Linked DNA regions of Mus musculus: region 1 is linked to region 2. The links are chromatin contacts, called in public Hi-C maps. All regions are on one chromosome and are shown on one strand. Each heading gives the region's core, a stretch centred on a gene start, on an enhancer-like site or on the middle of the called end of the contact. The rest is flanking DNA. Distances are from core to core; before and after follow the strand shown.

The links. A called contact is a pair of places that touch in the nucleus more often than the background predicts.
Region 1: a Hi-C map of uterus shows a contact between it and region 2, with 7 times the contacts expected there. The contact joins two enhancer-like sites. A contact is called at or near these places in 1 of 39 promoter capture datasets (liver) and 3 of 484 Hi-C or Micro-C datasets (all in uterus).

What each region holds. Positions count from the first base shown.
Region 1 is chr2:75,488,389-75,495,298 of GRCm38.p6, reverse strand. All of the region lies in intron 2 of Gm50595, which reads left to right. Among named protein-coding and RNA genes, the nearest start is that of Gm39854, 17 kb to the left of the region's middle. Within about 2 kb of position 3,333, at least 13 of the 459 cell types and tissues checked have an H3K27ac peak or open chromatin away from gene starts, as enhancers often do. A contact at or near this core is called in uterus, where this site is marked.
Region 2 is chr2:75,144,578-75,151,427 of GRCm38.p6, reverse strand. All of the region lies in intron 2 of 2600014E21Rik (a long non-coding RNA gene), which reads right to left. Among named protein-coding and RNA genes, the nearest start is that of Gm13652, 10 kb to the right of the region's middle. Within about 2 kb of position 1,682, at least 12 of the 459 cell types and tissues checked have an H3K27ac peak or open chromatin away from gene starts, as enhancers often do. A contact at or near this core is called in uterus, where this site is marked.

The sequences.
Region 1 (6,910 bases), core at 2,084-4,583, 340 kb before region 2:
TTTTACTCTTCTTCCTTTTGCTTCTCAGTCTCCTTAAAAAAACAAACCACCAACAAAAAACTGGTAAGTAGGTTTTGTTTGTTTGTTTGTTTTTTCCTATTTCTGTTTCTTACCAGTATAAAGTTATTGGGGAAAAACATACCAAGAGTTCAGTCTACCTGTTTGTTTGTTTGTTTGTTTGTTTAATGGGCATTGGTGTTTTGCCTGCATGTATGTCTGTGTGAGTCTATCTCCCTGGGACAGAAGTTATAGACAGTTGTGAGCCTCCATGTGCTGTGAGGAACTGAACCCAGGTCCTCTGGAAGAACAGCCAGTGCTCTTAACCCCTGAGCCACCTCCAGTCTCTCACGAGTTCGTTTAATCTGAGGTGTTTTACAGATCTGGATGCTGGTAGGAATGTGGGAGAATGCGTAGTGGGGCCGATGGTAAAATATAATGTTTGACAAATATCTGAAACCTGGAGGTTCAGAGGAGGGATTTGGTTACGTGATGACTGTTGTCAAGAAGAAACAATCCATGAGACAGCCCCCTCCCGACCCCAGCTTAAAACTGATCCTACTGCCCCGGTTTAGAACGATTCCTTCACAAATTGCACTTAAAAATAATTGGGAAAAAAAATTTAAAAAGCAAATCTAATTTTTCAATAAAAAAAATCAACTTTTAAAATTCCTCCCTGGTGGTCCACTATTATTAAATATTCTTCTGGATTTTTTTTTAATCTTGCTTTATTGGAAGGAGAAAAACAATTATCTGTAAACGTAATTTTTAATGCATGGTAATAAAAATAAATGGCACAGTTCTGCTACAGTTCACCTAAATCTTCTTCCCTGGTGGTCTCATGGTATTAAATAATCGGTACCACATGTATTCATCATTTGCTGACAGCAGAAGAACAACTTTGGCATTTTATTGTCTGAAGAAGCAGGCTCGATGTTGTTTAGGTTGCTGGGGGCTCCTTTGCTGATGGGTCTTCTCCTCCTCCTCCTCCTCCTCCTCCTCCTCCTCCTCCTTCTTCTTTTTTTTGTTGTTGTTAATTTACATGGCAATTAGTTTAAACCCAGAGTCAGGCACTCCTTCCAAGGTTGATTTGAGTTCCTCTTTGCAGGTTGCCCTGAGAATGATTTAGCTTTCTGCTTTGTTTTTCTGTAGTAATTGGGGCAAAGAGAATGTGTTATATATTGTTAACTCTCTGTTGGGTGGAAGACTTGCAACTGGGCAATGTAAGTTAAAAAAAATCATTACTGAATTAGGGTCTCTCTCCTTCTCCCCCTCCCTCCTCCTTCCTCTCCCTGTCACCTCTCCCCTCCCCCTCCCCCTTCCCCTTCTCTCTCTTTCCCTTAGCAGTGTAGAAGAGATAGTATGACAACCTCTTGCTTCCTTGGACCCATCCCCTGAATTGAGTACTCCATGGGTAAATAGAAAGCTGTGAGTGTAACTGTTGGCTCACATTTCCCCTTATGTGTAATGGAAACAACAAACGTTTTCCTTTGTGAAAACCTAAAAGCCTGTGTAAGCTTTTGAGAGGAGGTTGAAGTCAACGCTCCACACTGACTGCACTTCACAACAGCGATTCTCACGAGGAGCAGGAGGCTGCACTGATTGTCTGGGGCACACCGATATGACAGACACTGTCAACGCTGTAATTAAAACAACAACAACAACAAACCCACAAATAAACACGATCCTTCCAGATGGCTCTTGATGGGCCTTTTGAGAAAGTCAACAATAACTTCCGTTTCCGAAGACCTGGAAAGCTCTCTGCATTAGCTAATGTCAGGGCATGGCTTGCCTAGCCAGAGCAGAACAAGTTACCATTGCCAAGGACAAACATGGTGCCCCCTGTGCCCTCCTTATCCATGCCTTCTGTAATTGAGAGGGATAATTACAATGGCGCAGGCGCTGAGGTACATACGTGGCCAATGCTCATGAGTCTAACTAACTTGTGGTTTGTCTTGACTCAGTAGCAAAGTGGAGAGAGGCCCTGCAGAAAGGCATCTCCTGCTGCTGCTTTCCAAGGTAGCCCCTCGCCATAGCAGTAAACTCCCAGATTGCAAGTCCTTCAACTACCTCTTATTAGCTGGCTGACACTGGGCATCTGTATGATACCATCTGAAGCTATGTTTCTTTACTTAGAAGACAGGCGATAAAATCGAGTACCTGAGTGAGCTCTTAATGCCGTGGCTGGCACAGGCCAAGTGTTCACATGTACCAATTTTTCACTAAAGAGGACTTAGAAAATAAATGAAAAATAAACTTTGAGGGTAACTGATGTTCTTGAACATTAAAAAAATCACCTCCAGTTTGGCCCAGTCTTAAGTCATCCTTTAAAAATGAGAGTTAAAAAAAAGAATATATATATATTTTTTTTTTTCTTTGAGATATGGTCTTGTTATATAGCCCAGCCTGGGCTTGAGTTCATGATCTTTTTGTCTCAGCCCCTGAGTTCTGCGATTACTGGTAGGTGCACTCAGCCTGAGCTAGCCACTTTTAATACATGACTTTGTCTGTCTTTAATCAAGAGCACCCCCACCTGTGGCCGGTTTCCTTTAAAGTTCTTCAATTGCCTTCAGCGGTTTTATGTATTCACCCCTAAGCTGTGGAAAGAACAGAATGTGAACACTTCGCCTGGCCTCAAATGTTTAGACTTTGCTGTTCCAAACAGTCAATAAATAAGGAGTGCCTATCACATCATTAGGGGATTCAACTTTCATTCCATTGCTTCAAGAATTTGCAGAATTTAAGATGTGAAAAAAAAAAAAAACCAGGAAAACAGAAGAGAATCTTCCCTGTTGTGGGAACTGTAGGTCTCTCTTTTACAGAGCTTGAAGAACTTGAGCCATGGGCACTTTCTTCCATGAAGAATTTCTCCTGCACTGGAAGACTGAAACAAGAGTCCTGAGTCCCCGTAGGAATCTTCAGCTTGTAATTGGAAAAGTGTGCACTGGTGTGGAGCTGGGCCACTGCCAGGCTGTGTGTGACAGGAGCCAGTCTCTGCTGAGCTCCGAAGCATTTTGCAGTTTATGGCAAATCAGTGTCTCCACTGGAGTCCTTTTTAATAGGCTTATTTAGGTGGCATTGTGTGTGTGTGTGTGTGTGTGTGTGTGTGTGTGTGTGTGTGTGTGTGTTGGCTTAGGGAGAAAAGCTTTTTCTGAGAGCTTTGCAAAGCATCACTGCAGCCCTGGAGGGAACAGGTTTTGGTTTTGTGGTGTTTTGCTTTCAACTGAGAGTTGATGCTCTTTGGTTTCTCCTTTAAACAACCCCCCCCTCCCTCATTGCTTTGAGCAGTGTCCCTGGACTTGGGGGAACTCCCTCACAATGTAGCAATTACTGATTTATGTTCCAGTGATAAGAATGTGTTTTACTGTGGTCATAATATTTGTCCAACTTAACTACTATGTACTGTAAAGTATCATAAAAGCTTCTCAGATCAAACATTATGAGACAAAGGATCATGAACTGCCCCCAATCTATGCACTCCGACTCCTATGAGATCTGTGGGCATGCCACCATGAAGAGAGGACAGATAGAGAAGCCTGTGCCCTCCCACTCCAATTTAGGTCATCTGAACCTTCCCGATGCCTGCTTGTCATCAGCTGAGCCCCTGGGTTAAGGTTTAAAACCTGTTATTTCCCTGGCTTCACCTCATTGTAGCATCAATCTTCCTCCTTTGGAAATTAGGAATTTCACTTAGATTTGCTGTCAACATGTAAACCTGGCTTGGGTTCATGTCTATTCTATGATACTTTTCCCTATCTTATCTTCTATTTTGATCAGTTACTGTTAAGGATACCTTTTTAAGGCATTCCCCCCCCCCATTTTTTTAAAAATAGGGTCTCATGTAGCTTTGACTTGTCTGGAACTCACTGTGGAAACTAGGCTGACTTTGAACTCTGCCTGCCTCTGTCTCCATCCCCAGTGCTGGGATTAAAGGCATGTGCTACCACACCCCCAATCCAATGTATCTTGATTATTTCCACTCTTAACTCCTCCTTCCATTCTCCCCAGAGCTCCAAGCATGTCCTCTTCCTACCTTTATGTCCTTTCCATTCATTTTATAACCTACTGAGTCCAGTTAGGATTACCCCTGGGTGCACGAGTGAGGTCATTCTCAGGAGCATGGGCAACCTGTCAGCAGCCACACCTTAGTGTGGCTTGTCAACTGCTAATAGCTCCTGTGTTGGGGCAAGGTTTCTCTAGCCCTTCTTCCATGTCTGCTGGGGTGTGGAGTGATTTGATCTTGCTCAGGTAACCAGAGTTGCTGGGAGTTGATGACAGTTATCCTGCAGTCCAGCAGACAGCATCTCACAGGACCCTCCCACTCTCTGGCTTTCACATTCTTTTTGCTCTCTCTTCCCTGTTGTTCTCTGAACCCTGGAGAGATTGATATGATTGATCGACTTAAGGGTGAGTGCTCGATAGTCACTTATTCTCAGTCTCTGTATTGACTGATGTCCACTGCATCTCTGACCCAGGTTGAGAGAAACACTAATATATGGCTATAGACACAAATATCTAGAAATCAATTTGACAGCATGCCCAATTAGAAAAAAAAAAAGCTGGCAGGTTTTCTCTTAAGGTCTATGAACTCCCAAACCATGGGCTTTTGACAAGTTTATAGATACCAGGAATGAATTCTCTCCTATGAGACAGGGTCCAAAGCCAAGCTGAAGTGGTTGGTTACTCCTCTAATACTCACGCCACTACTACACCAGTGGGCACATCTTATCTGGCAGGTTGGTATTGTGCTATGCAGGGTCCACTGATGGGTGAGTCCATTGATGACTTTCTCCCTCAATATCTATAGAGCACCTTCCAGTGCTGTGGAAGTTAACTAGAGGGGAGGAATTTTCCTAGTCCATTCCAGCTTGATTTTTCTGTCCTGCAACCAAAGAGGCCACCTTTTCTAAGTAATTTCTCAGCTCCCCACGTCCACCTACCACGGAGCCAAGGAGATACAAAGCAGGGCAAATTCTCTGCTGCAAGGTTCAGAGGCTGAGTTCTCTGCATCCTCCATTGTTCTACTTCTGGAAGAGCTTGCGACCATTCTTGTTTTGTGGTTTCCACAGCTGGCAGAAAGAACTCCTACATCCTCAGCAACTCTGCTCCTGCTTGTGTCTAGGTCACCCGCTATGGGTTCCCCACCACAGTACCTTCCATGCCTAAGGAGCCAGATTGTGAGGGGGGCCACAGGATGGGGTAACAGAGCCAGCTCATCAGGATTGCACACCCAGCCCTCAGTCTGATAAGCAGCCACCGGCATAAACAAGGCATGAGTCTTATATCCTTTCTTATATCTTTATGTAATCACATCGTCTGCAGAGCCTTGTACGAGTTCTCAGTTTCCTCTTCTGCTAGGGACCACACTGAGCAAATCAACCTGTGCACCGGGGACTCTGCTGAGGAAATCTGAGAGTGATGGACAGCATAGAAGTGACTTCAGTGTTCCTGTGAAAGCTGTCACTTTCTCTGCAGAGTGCTGTGACCCGTGTGGTAAGCAGTGGAGGTTAATGTCACCTTTCATGCCTGTGTGGAGGAGAAGCAAGGACGCACGTGAAGACGGCACATGGTCAGAGACAAGATGGCTTCTGGGTAATCTCCTATATTCATGCTCTGAGAATATGCGGGCTTTTATAGGAAAAATGAAAACAGTTTATAAATGCAACCCTTTTGGATGTTAAATGCAGTTTTATTAACTCCTAATGACTCATAGTTCAACACAGAATCACTGAACCTCTAATAGCTTAGTCTGTAGTTATTAGGCTAAATAGTTGTGGTGGTATCACAGAAAGGTACAGGGGAACTGACCGAGGCAGGGAGGAACCATAGTTAACAAGTGGACTCCAAAGACCTGCTGTGTGGCTTTGGGAAAGTCACTTTGCTTCTCTGTGCCTAAATTTTCTCACCTGTAAAATGGGGGAATAGTAAGTATATTTATCTCCAAGAGTTAGTATGAGGAATTGATGTGTAAACTCACGTAAGGTGCTTGTATTGGTGCCGACACTTCTGTTTACTGAGTGCTTCTTATGACATTTTGGCCTCTTACCTTAAAAACATTACTTCTTTCTTTTCTTGAGATTGTAATATTTCCTTTTCCTTCCTCCAACCCTTCCATATACCATGCCCTACTCCCTTTCATATTCATGGCCTTCCCACCTCCCATTCATTGCTGTTACATGCACATATATGTACGTACATGTATTTTCCTAAATATAATCTACTCAATCTACATAATGTAACTTGTATGCATATATTTTCAAGGCTGACCATTGCATATTGATAAACAATTGGTGTGGTTTCCTCTGGGTGTCTTAGTAACTGTTCTATTGCTATGAGGAGACACCACTACCAGGGCAACTTATAAAATAAGGTATTTAACTGGGGGGGCGGCGGCTTGGGGACTCCCAGTTTCAGAGGGTTAGTAGATTCTCATATTGACAGGGAGTATGGTATCAGACTTGTGAACATGGTGCTGTAGCTGTAGCTGAGGGCTCACATATGACTTGTAAGTTTTAGGCGAGAGGGAGGAGAGGGAGAGGGAAAGGGGGAGGGGAAGGGGGACGGGAAGAGGAGAGAGGCTGGGCTTAGTGTGGGCTTTTATAACCTTAAAGCTCACTCCTAGTGACATAACTCTTGAACAAGGCCACACCTCCTAATTCTTCCAAAATAATTCCACTAACTAGGGATTAAGCATTCAAGCATATGAGTCTATGGGGACTGTTCTCATTCAAACCATCACACTGGGCAAGACTACTCCCTCTCCCACCTCTTCTTAGCCTCCCTTAGTTGCCTGTACTTCTTTGTGTAGGGCTGAGTCTTCTGGGCTTTCCCTGTCTAGTCTGCCATGCCTCCTGCTGTTGCCCTGGTTCAGATCACACGTTGGCCACATTGGTGAGATGTTATGGTTGAAGTC
Region 2 (6,850 bases), core at 433-2,932:
TTGAGAATAAAATATTTGCAATGTAAATTTTGAAGGATTGAATAGGAAATAAATGTCAGATAGTATTAGCTGGAAAACTAGAACTACGTTTGAATCCAAGTTCCAAATTTGATGAATAATGCATTTTCTTACACACACACACACACACACACACACACACACACACACACACACACGACAGCCTTTCCATCTGTTTGTCTTTGAAGCAATATCCGGAAATCAACATTTCTTACCGCTTCTTCACCACCAGGTGGCGCCCTTTGTTTATGGACATCTGTCCATTCCCCCCACCCCCAAAAGATGCTTCCAGATAAATAGCTCCAGAGCTAAAATACTGTTGCAAACACAAAAATTTAACGTACTGAGATAAAAAAAAAAGCTAGAGCTTTTCAAGCATTGGTATAATAAACCTTGCTTCAAGACTCCTCTTGCTACTAGATTTAAGAGCATCACACATTTTCCTATTTACAATTCCATATCCAAATAGCTGTTGTGTGTGCCATAAACAGTGTCCCAGCAAGTCTGCTTTACACAGCGCTATCATTTTATACTTGTAGATGTTTGGCACCTGCACTCAAAAGGAAAAAAAAATCAAATTTCTGCTTTAGATTTTTTTTCCTGTCTTAAAAGCCTAAACCTCATAGAAAAGAAAATGTTTTTCCTTAGACAAAAGAGAGTGGTGGAGCAGCTGTCAGTAGGAGAGAGTCAGCTCTTCTTCCAGTCAAGTTCTTTTCTCTTCAATTGAAGATCTAGTTAGGGGCAGTCTGAGACCATCATGGCTTTGGTCCTGTTAAAACAGTTAATCTGAGCTAAATGCTATTGACGAAGGTACATTATCTCATAATGGTATTTTAAAGAAATTAATCAAAACATAAACAAAAGGCAATGATATATTGTTTTAAATCAGAACCTCAATTCGCTTGTGGAAAGGACTGTGGAATGAGTTTACCTGAGCTAGCTTCCAATGGCCAACCTTGCCCTGGAAAGGTTGCTTATTCACAATGAAATACTCTGTGCCACCTCTGCCTTGGGTCCGTTTCTTAAGGGCGATTATGAACCACGAGGCAGGAAGGTCTATTAATGACAGACTCATTTGGTATCGTCATAGAGCTCCATTTCTCACTGACGCGCCGTTTCCATTGCATTAAAAAAAATTTTTTTTTCCCTACAGGAATTTTGCTTTCCTTGTGCTCAACACCTTTGAATTTTGCTCACGCATCTGCTAAGCAGTGAGTAGAAGATCTGTGCGTGTGTGCTTTGTTTGAGCGCCCCCGTGGCCTGAGAAATTTGGCTCTCCTGCTGGTGTACAAACTGGTTCTGTAACGGGGAAGTTCAATGCATGAGCCCTTATACAACAGATGCAGCCTCACCATCTTCGGTCCGCTAGCACACAAGAAAATGGTGGCACAGGCAGTTAATGCACTGTGCCCACCAGATCTGCCCTGGAGAGGATTCTATTCTTCAATCTCAGAATCAGGCTGCTATTTTCAAAGGCTGCTAGGCAGTGGCGTAAACGGGTTTGTTTTGTTTAAATGTTCTGACCGACTGTGTTCCTGTTTGTGGGTGGGTGGGTGGGAGGGTGCGCGAAGCCCGAAGCCGAATCCGCTATGAATGTGTGAGGGAGTGATGGGTCGCTCCAGTCAAGAATAAACACTCCGGCTGAGAGTGAAAACAAACCTGACTCTGAAGCACACTTCCTGGAACTAAATGTTCACAGAGCCGGTGATGAATTTGACCTCAATGGCTTCATCCAATTCAGCATTCACTGCTTCCAAATTGGAGTTGAGAAACTGTAAACACTTGGCCGGGGTTGTTTGTTTTATTTTGTTGTTGTTGTTGTTGTTGTTCTGTTTTGTTTCCTAACATCCTCTAAAAAGCAAAAGCAAACCTTTGCTCAATTTTAACCTTGGAATCTCCTGCTCATTCATGCCTTCTTTCTTTCTTTCTTTCTTTCTTTCTTTCCTTTTTTTTTTTTTTTTTTTTTTTTTTTTTTTTTTTTTTTAGCTAGAAGGGAAGAAAGCAAAACCAACCTTCTCTTCATTTCTTCTTATTTATCAGAGCTTACAAATGCTGCCGTGGCTCTTTTTAAGTGTGGAAATTCTCATTTTTTTTTTTTCTGCAGCATTTCAGTCTCACACAGAATCCTTGGGGATATGGCAAGGAGCTAACCAACTGCACATGGGAAATGAGACTGGGTCTTGGCTGGAAAAGCTGCAGCCTTGGCTAATTTTCCACTGAGAGCAGAAGTCACGAGTGACTTTGTTGTTGTTGTTGTTGTTGTTGTTTCTAGCGTAATGACTTCAGCTTGTCACCGAGTGGTGGTAGGATCAAATTTAGACCTATGAACCTCCTAGAGCGTCCCACAAAATTTAATTTGACTTCTCTCCATAAACATTTTCACTGTTTTCAAGTGCGTCATAAACAGGTTAAAGTTTAAAGAAAAAAGCCCACATCCAGACAGAATTATAAAAGGCTACTGTCTACAGATGAGAAATAGCCCTGTTAGACCCACCAGCAGGTTACGTAATGTGTGCTGTAGACCACCAGGGGCTGATCTGAAAACACTAATACCTTTTTCACGGAACCATTAGCTAGAGTCAAACACAGTGTCAGCGTGAAAAGATAGAAGGTTGACCCAACTGCCTGTATTTGTGAGCCTTTGTTTTCCTTCTTGGCACTCAAAGCAGACATCAGCGTGTAATTTTATGATTTAAATATGTTACCTGATATACTGTTTTCTCATCTCTTTGAGCATAGATGCATTATTTTGTGATACTATCTAAAGCTGACTTGTCAGTGAACACTAAAGCTCTCAAGAGAGATGTGATTTAAAGCTAAGAAGAAGCAGTTAGCAGTCATTTGTTCTGTTCTTACATTTTGAGATCACATTAATGGATTTATTCTGAAATGTAAATCTTAAAAGCAGTATCTGCCTCCAATCTTGAAGCGTAGATCTGGAACTCACGGAGTGAGTGTGCCTAAGTTTCCGGCCTTGAGCGACCAGTCATCATATAAAACCTATTCTACATTGTAGCTATTTGCTAGGCCTCTATGTGGCCCAGTATTATTTGCCCTGTGGCTCTCAAACAAAGCCAGCCCAAACCATTCAGGACTGCAGCTGAGCAGTAAAGCCGTGTCAGCGGCCCCCAGTCAGACACCACAAGAAGGATCATGTGATTATGTAGTCCAAAAATTAAGTTTCGTGTTCTTAATTGGTGCCATATCCTGTCTAAGGTCCGCGGTGCCTAAATCAAAGGGACACAGGAACCTGCACGAGAGAAAAAAAAAATCAGCTCCTTTCATCCCCTGGCTCAAAGGTTCTTCCCCTCAGCACTAATTTTGGTTTGAACACTTTCAGGCAAAGACAACAGGAAACAGTAAACATGGCAACACCGTGAAAGTAATTTGTGAATGTATTCTTTCTCTTCGTGTTCAAAGGGTGAGCTCTACAGGCATCAGAGGAAACCGCTGTACCATTAAACTCGGGGCTGACGAAAACAGCCACCCCTCCAGCAGAAATGGGGACCCCCATCTTCATTTCATAAATCTTCCCCAAATATGCCAAAGCCAGGAACTGACTGTCTGTCACATCAATGGCCCAAAGCCTGGGTGCGTCAGCGCAGTGTGTTCAAAGGGGATCGAGAGTATCTATCTGGCAACAACTTTGGGAGCAGGGAGGCAATTATAACTGACATCCAGATGTCTGGCGGGGTGGATGCTACTACCCTGTAAGAGTGCCCATGGCCTGGAGACATTTACAACTGAGCAGTGAGTCCAAGACGTGACAGACAGATCGATGATGGTATCATCAGCGTGAACCAAAAAAGTTGCCTGGACTGATAAAGACTTCAGATGTCAGGATTTGCAACAAAGTTCCTTCTCTCCACCTCCTCCATCAGCCGCCCCGCCCCGCCTCCTCACCAGCAAGCTTGTTAGTGGTTGAGGGCCCAGCAGGAAATGTTTTGACACCCAGTGCCAAACATCAATCCATCTCTGGAACCTTAATACGCTTAAGTGTTTAGATTATGGAGGCAAGCGGGGTTCCAACAGAAACCCCCTTGCTGTGGAATATGGAGATGCTATCACTTGACTCTCTACTACCTGCACTGTTCTTCTTTCTTAATCAAAGAGTATCCTAAAAGAAGATATTAAGATTCAAATGTAAAGGAAATTTAATTATGATGAAAGCAACACTCAATATGAAGCTGTATTTCTTTATTTATGAACATTAGGAAATGGAAAGTGTTCTTGCTAAAACATGTGTATATATGTGACTGTATGAAAATATAAGTAAGTAAATGTATGCGAATGTATACAATGTATATAACTTCTTATCCTCTCTAGGCCCACATTCCTTCATTCCTTCATTTTTGCAGCTACCACATTTTCTTGAAATGCTTTTCCTTTGTATTTGACAAGTGTTTGTGATCTGTGAGTTCACAGAAATACCCAGCCAGCCTAGCCTACATATGCATTAGAAATCGGGAAGAAACTCAGCACATGTCTCCTCTGAAACCATTTGAAATTTTAATAAATTCAATTTATAGAATTAGATATTTGTCGAAATAAAACTAGATTTGATGTGTTTAGTCTGTTAGTGAGATTTCATAAGCTTTCTTAGTGCCTGTGAACTATTTCTCAGTTTCTACCAACACCTTTTCAAGTAACTAACATTTATGTTCTCTTAGGCATCTTCTTATAAATGAAGTTTTTAGAGTGGTGCTTAGTCTTAATATTTCAAATACATCTCCTTTTTGTGATATCCCTGTGTAGGGCCTTGTATCTAATAGTTCCAAACCCATTGGAGGTCTCAGATTTCTCTAGGAAATATCATAGCCAGCAGCCCTCTCAAAGTGGCTGCCGTGAACACAGGGTCCTTCCTGTGCAGCCGCTTGGACTCTCTGCTCCCTCCAGTTCCCTTCTCAGACATTGCTTCACAGGGACACATGTAACAAGTCTCCAAACAGAAGGCTCTGATGCCCTTTCCTGGAAACGACACTTTCAGAGAATATGCTGACCAGGAAGAAACAGCAGGGGCGAGAGACGTGGCCAAGGCACTGGAAACATCTTAACAAGCACTAATTAAATGTCCGTGCTTAAGAAATATGGCTTAAGAAAGCCAAATACAATAACTCCTTACAGATGGCTTTAGGGACTAACAAGACCAGAAGGAAGCAGCGCATTAAGAATAGTGTCCCCAAAGTCTCTTAGACCCATTAGTGTTTGGAGGTGGTGTTCACTACAGGAAGAGTGATTTGGCATTAGAATGCAAAGAGGGCTATGTGTGTGTGTGTGTGTGTGTATGCACGCGCGCGCACACACACACACGCACGCGCACGCGTGTGTTTCTCATTTCTCTCCAAAAGGATTTGTGCATCTGTTCTAGTGCACCACATTGTGAAACAACCAGGCAATTGAACACACACACACACATGCACACACACACACACACTTGCATACACACACACTATTAGAAGCTTCATATTCCACTTTTTTATAAGTACAGATTCATCATGAAAAATATTTCTGAACATCATAACAAAAGGCAGGAGTTAAATAGGGTCATATCACTGCCTCCTCCAACACAGAGTAGGATTTTTTTTTATCATTGTTCATTCATTTACTGAATGAATATTCCTTAAGTAGTTACCCTGTGCCAGGCCTGGACTAAGTTTTGGCAATTAAGTATCTAAGAAAACAAGTGTGATCAGTAGCCACCTTCCAGAGAGTACAGACTATAAACGGATATGAGGTGAAGAGATGGGTGAGTGGGTGGGTGAATAGATGGATGGATGGATGGATGGATGGACAGACAGACAGGTAGAAGGATGGGAAAACTGGTGCTTGAGGGCACTAGAGCTTCTCAGGTCTGGAAGTCCAGCATGATAGGTGCTTATGGCATGATCCTTAAGCTGAGCACATTCAGGGAGGTCCACAGCCTGAACCCAGGGAGAGATGTCCTAAGACAGACTCTCTGGCAGCCACTGTCTCATCGTGGTCCTGGAATGGATGCTGCTTGGTGACTTAAGCTACACATCCGAGCCTGACAACCAATTATGATTGGTACCATATTCTTGGTTGAACCTGGAGGTAGCACCCTGGTTATAAAGAAATATTTACAACTCAGACATGGATTTAAAAAAGTTTATACCTTCCACAAATTACTGGAAGACTAACGGGTGCTTCCATACCCAAGGCTACCTTTAAGAAGAGTCTTCCTGTTTCCTATCGCTTGGACAAAGTCCCAGGGAACGCATCCCACTATCCAAACCACAGCCCCGCCCCCAGGCTTCCTGAGTCCCTTACTTCTTTTCCAATGTACCACGTGGTCATCGGTGGCTTGATACCGAGATTATGCAGTTACAGACCCGTGCGGCAAACCCGTGCTCTGAGGTAGCATAACTGCCAGAACCAGCAAGGCTTTGTGGAAGGGACCTGGACACTGTCAAATCTGCTCCTTCCAGAAGAGTTGACGGAGCCTTGGGACAAAGGGAACACTGAGCATGGGCTCTGTCCCTTACTGCTGCCAGGTAAAACCTAGCGCTTGGGACAGTGAGTCAATCTTGCCAGACCAGGGAGAGGAGGAATCACATCAGAAGAATTTCCCACAAAACTAGATGTTTTCTGTTAGACACTGATCAACTAGATTCTCCTTGTCCAGTTGGTTGCTTTGCAAGGGGACTCCCCGAATGGGTAGGATGGTGTGTTAGTAGTGTCCAACACAACAGTACCACCTAAACTGTGTCATTCCAACATTTCTGAAATAAGGAATCTCCCCAGGAAGGTATGGAAGAAGAAGCCATAGTTGTAGATATGGCGCTGATCATTTCATACATTCATTCAACAAACA